Regions from separate parts of the Zea mays genome. Here region 1 is linked to region 2. Evidence: chromatin contacts called from public Hi-C data. All regions are on one chromosome and are shown on one strand. Each heading gives the region's core, a stretch centred on a gene start, on an enhancer-like site or on the middle of the called end of the contact. The rest is flanking DNA. Distances are from core to core; before and after follow the strand shown. Region 1 has its middle 47 kb from the start of LOC100281244. Region 2 has its middle 70 kb from the start of LOC100147737.

Region 1 (2,707 bases), core at 169-2,668, 220 kb after region 2:
GGCACCAAACCCGAGGTCGGGCGTGGTGGAACCTGACAGGGGTGCGGCGCGTCGAAAAGAAACCACTCGAGTGGATACCGCGCCTAGCCCAAGAACTCTAACACCTGAAAATTCTCTAGTAACCCTCTAGTAAAATAACCCCATTAAATTTTTAATATCCTTGAAAGGCTTATCTTTAACATTGAAGTTCACCTCCTAAAATAAATATGTTTACTAAAAAATAATAAAAAAGATATCAATACGAATTTAGTTATTCCTTTGACAAGACATGTATTTCTAACTAATCTCGTAAGGAAATTATTTTTAAAATTCATATGTATAGAACTATTGCACCCCATTCTGAGACTTCGATTGAAGAATCTATTGTGTGTTTGAAACTCAGGAACAAATTTGAATTTGAAATTTGAAATCAGGAAATAGAAAACAAAACAGGAGAATGATAAAAAAAAAGAAAAGAAAAGAGAAGGGGATAAGGAACTGCGCTTTGGGCCCCATTTCCCTGTCGGGCCCAAAACTGTTCGCACCCACGCGGCCCATTTTACTTCACCACACCGTCACCCGCATTGGGCCACCGCCCCGCGGCCGCTCGTCCTATGCTAGCCAACGTTTAATCTCCAGTGCCGAACTGCCGATAGGTGGGCCGTCTGGATCAGTGCCCCTCATCCCACTGCCGCATACTCTCGTTAGTCTGGCGTGTGGGGCCACTCCAACAGATGCTTCTTCCCCGCGGACTCGTCGTGATGAACCGGCTGCCACGTTGAGCGCCTGGAATCCACGGTTCGCTGTTGCGATCCGGAGTCTCAGGGTATAAATCTCAGGTGGAAAGGAAGCGCTCGGAGGTGTACGCGGGATCCTATAGGTGCGCGGGTGGTTGAATCGGCGACAATTCCTCGACGAAGCTGAGGCTCTGTCGCAGGTCCGCCCTACTGCGACGCCGTGGCAACCTGCACTCGGTGAGAATCCCTACACATCTTTGCTTCGTCTTCCTATACGAGTTGCATCTCGCCGGGGACCGTTTGGTGCACCAGAGCGCCACCAACCACTCACCGGCCCTGGGTACTCGCCGCCGTGCCGCAACATCATGTGGCCAGCGTCACCCGGACAGCAATTGTAGGTAGTATTGAAGCGGTTTAGAGGGATTAGAGAGTGTATAAATCTATAATAGATAAAAACTCTCAAAATACATCTCAATCCACTCTAATTATTTTCATTACTAGAGTACCCAAACTAGCTCTAAGGAGGCCGCCTTTAAGATCGCCACTTCTCTTCACAAATCTCAGGATTAGTGGCAGGATAGGACATCGGGCACTGGATCACCGATCTCCAGTGAACCGCGCCACCGCGGGGGCCTTGCTCCGCCATGCTGGTGAGCCGGGTAGCGTGGGGATCGTTAAGGACCGTTGGATCTTAGAATTACGGCTCTGATCGGATCTGGGCGTTGGTTGACGGGGAGCCGTAGATCGGCTTGTGGACGCCTCTGATTAGCAGAAGTGTGCCGATTCTATTGAGAAAATATGGGGCATGTTTTATTCAGCTTTTTTCTGACCAGCTTTTCTGAAAATCTGGCTGTACGGAGAATCTGGCTGTGGGGAGAATTTGAGTATCATTACGATTACGTGTGGAGGAAGATAAAATTGTTCATAGGGCTCAGGATCTAGAAAGTGACGGATTCATACTACTAGTAATATACCCGTGCGTTGCGACGGCATAAATTATTGGATAAAATATTAATATACAACGATTATATAAACACAGAGAACACATACATTTTTTTTGCTAACATCCAACCAAGTGCCTCTTGAAGGCAAATGTTCTGGCATCGTCCATCTCCTGTATTGCGTTGTGGTGGTGTCCCTGTTAGGTTCTCCAAGAAGTGGCAGAAGCTCTAAATGAAATATGAATTAGAAGCTAGTTAACTGACTACATAGCACAATTTAAGTAAGAAGAGACTCACACAATTTGTTTATGCCAGATCAAAGATCTTGACCCTACATGAGTAGAGTATGCGTCCAAAACATTAAATCTTCAGGCATTAGTCCAAAGCCGATCTGGTTTGTTAATCCAAAAATAAAGTTTTAGGAACCAATAACAAAACATATGGCACACAAACATCAGTTAAGAATATAAGAAACGAAACTTGAGCATAGAGCAGGGGACATGGACAGGTAACTCCTTCGAGAAAAAAAACAATTTAGAACATAAATTTGTGCATCTAAAAGAATTTCACAACAACTTTGGCTTGCAAATAAAGAATATTAAAAATATATGAATTTCGTATCAATTTCACAAATTTTAGACATGTGTCCATCAAGCATGGATTTCATCAATGAAAAATCTATAGTAGTTCAAGGAAACATGCGGTGGCATCCTAGCATATCTAATTATATTGATTTCTATAACATTTTGGATATATTGATTTCTATAACATTTTGGTATATCCATGGCCATGGTGAGAGGCTACGTGCATGCAAAATATTGACAACAATTGTGCTTGCTAACAAAAAAATAGGAAACAAATGTAAATTTCCATCACAATCTAATTAAAAAAACAACGTCTAAGAAAGATTAGGTGGTCAAGAAGTATTACGTGGAAGTAATCGGTGTCTTACCATTCTTTCATGAGTACATAAATTATTTTGAACCTGTAAAAGCAATAAAAATGTATTTGCTACCGTTTTTATATACCATATGAGTACATTATGCAACT
Region 2 (2,703 bases), core at 45-2,544:
AAATGAGTTGAATGCTTTAAGTCATTCTAGCATCCAATCAACATTTAAGTTATTCTAGGTAACTTTAAGTCATTACATAGTCTAGGTAGCAAAAATATTAAGTCATTTTAGAATTCCAGGTAACATTGAGTCATTCTGGAGTCTAGACATTAAGCCATCCTAGTAAACATCAAGGAAACATTAAGTCATTTTTAGTTTCCAAGCATTTTTCATGTTTTCTCGGACATTTTTTTTGTTTTTAAGTCAGTTATTTCTGTTTTTCAGTTAAACATCAAGTCATTTTTCAGGGAAACCTTAATTCATTTTTTTTTGTTTTCAGTGATTCTCCCTGTGTTTATTAGATATTGTTGGTTTTTCAGTCATTCCAGAGTCTAGACAACATTAAGTCATTCTTTGTTTTTTAATAATTTATCATATTGATCGAGTCTAGACAACATTAAATCATTCTTTGTTTTCCAGTCATTTTCCATATTGGTTCGGTCGGACGGGCGGGGTGGGTGGCCTGGTTGGCCGGCTAGCGCGGGGCGGCTCGGGCAGACATAGGGGAGCCGTGGAGGGGGGAGGGAGGGGGTGCAGCCAAGCACGCGTCGGGTGGTCCAGGTGATGAATAATAGATCTATCCTATATATTGTGTTTCTAGTGTTTTTTCTCTCACACACATAGTCACGTGGAATGTAATATATTTTTGTGTGTGTGTTTATCGTTTTTCTCTCTCACCTAGTCACGTGGGAATGTGGGAATGTGAAGGACAAAATAAAGATCTCCCCTAAGGGCTTGTTCGGTTAGCTCCCAATCCACATGGATTGAGTGGGATTGGGTGGGTTTAAATCCCAACTAAGTCAAACCATTTCTTAATTTTTTTCAATCCCATCCAATCCATGTGTAACGGGATTAACCGAACAAGGCCTAATGTGGCCCTTCAAAGGTATTTGGTCCCCTAAATAAAGTTCAATTTATATCACATCAAATTTTTAATACCACTTACGAGTATTAAATATAAGTTAACTATAAAACTAATTATATAAATAATGATTAAACGGTGAAACAAATTTATTGGGATTAATTAGTACATGATCGGTATTACTGTAACATCACATAGACGAATCATAACTAATTAGATTTAATAGATTTATTTTGTCGTTTAGTTATAATCTAGTAATTAGTTTTATAATTAAACTATATTTAATATTTCTAATTAGCATGAATTTAATATGACACAAACTAGTTAAACTAAACTAGTGTGGAAACCACACCTTACGACCCGGTAGATGTGACGCATCGAAGCCTCCCGTTTCTAACAGATTCTATTATATACGGCCTGGACTTTTCTCCACCTTTTCTTTGGATTCTTAGCACGGTGTAGACGTTTCGTCCTTGTCCACGCTTCATTATGACATCAGGTTTATGGCGTCACACACGGTACGTTAGCAGCAAGTTTCAAGATGACTTTGTATCTATAAAAAATATATATTAACATAGTTTTAATTAGATTATGGTTTTGTAGATGAGTTGGCATCTATAAAAACTGTTTCAGATTATGACCGTGCACGGCTTGCTGGAAGGGCACATGTTTCACTGCCTATTTGAGAAAGTTAATCCGTGTGCCTCAATAGCCACCACTACGAGTATTCGGTAGTGGGTCATGCCCTCAGGAATACGTGGTCAAGTCAACTGGCAGCTAGTAGTAGGTCCTTTTACAAAACAAACGATGCTCGTCGTCAAGTCGTGCAGAAGTAGCGGTCTTTTTCAGCCAACCTGTTCCACTTGGCAATTGGCACGAAGCGCTGGTACTTTCTCCGCTGATGTCAATGATATAAAAAATAGAGATAACTAGAGATAATTCACGATTAGACTCCGACGAGGTATGGTCCACGAGGTGTTAGGAGTAAATCATACAAAGTGTTGGTGTACTATTAGTGTGAGGGAAAAGATCTCCGAGTCTCTGGGGCTACGAGTCAGCAAGAGGATGGAGAAATATTTTGTCTTGGAAGGACTTATCCCCAAATAGCATCGAGCCCAAGATCAGGCAAGGCAAAGCTAGAAGGGGGGTCCGGCAAACCGTGAGGAAACCACTCGAGTGGATTTTGCACCAGGCACAGGACTGGCCCACTATAAATGATTGTTGACCACATTAACTATATTTGGCGTCGAGCCATGATAGGGAGGTCGGTCCTCCTTCCATTCATCATCTACGAGGCCATAGGTCTACGACCCACTCATGACCTACCAAGCCTGGACCTGAGTACACTAGCAATATACAGGGCCCGCAACACAACGAGCCGCACTGAGACTTAGGCTACAAAGGCTAGGAGTCAGCGTGACATAGAGAGAATAATAATGATGTTGGGGATCCTCGCAGCCCACGCGCGACCGGACTTAATGAGCCCGGTCAGGGAGCGCAGATGACCGAGGCGAATGCTGATAGACACGTTTCTACGAAGGTAGAACACTTTGTTCTACCACACTTTGTTCTACCATGGCGAAGTAACGCCTTCCCCGAGAAGCTACCTATAATCGGGCTTCGGGTTAGGGTTTAGAAGCTACATGTAACCATGGCAAAGTAATGCCTTCCCCGAGAAGTTTCACGAGAAAGGTGGTCTCTACCACACGACTAGAATGAGGCGAACGATAAAACATGCTCAGTCATTACAAGGCTCACTGAGAGCCGAATGTGCCTTGGTAATCCCGCAACCGCAGGAAGGG

Evidence for each region. Hi-C and Micro-C count contacts between places; a contact is called where the count stands out from the background.
Region 1: a contact with region 2 is called in a Hi-C map of leaf, with 4 times the contacts expected there. The contact joins two enhancer-like sites. A contact is called at or near these places in 5 of 25 Hi-C or Micro-C datasets (bundle sheath, endosperm, leaf and 1 more).

What each region holds. Positions count from the first base shown.
Region 1 is chr7:120,332,408-120,335,114 of Zm-B73-REFERENCE-NAM-5.0, forward strand. No RefSeq gene overlaps it. Among protein-coding and RNA genes, the nearest start is that of LOC100281244, 47 kb to the left of the region's middle. Within about 2 kb of position 1,419, at least 18 of the 20 cell types and tissues checked have an H3K27ac peak or open chromatin away from gene starts, as enhancers often do. A contact at or near this core is called in bundle sheath, leaf and leaf mesophyll, where this site is marked.
Region 2 is chr7:120,113,792-120,116,494 of Zm-B73-REFERENCE-NAM-5.0, forward strand. No RefSeq gene overlaps it. Among protein-coding and RNA genes, the nearest start is that of LOC100147737, 70 kb to the left of the region's middle. Within about 2 kb of position 1,295, at least 9 of the 20 cell types and tissues checked have an H3K27ac peak or open chromatin away from gene starts, as enhancers often do. A contact at or near this core is called in bundle sheath, leaf and leaf mesophyll, where this site is marked.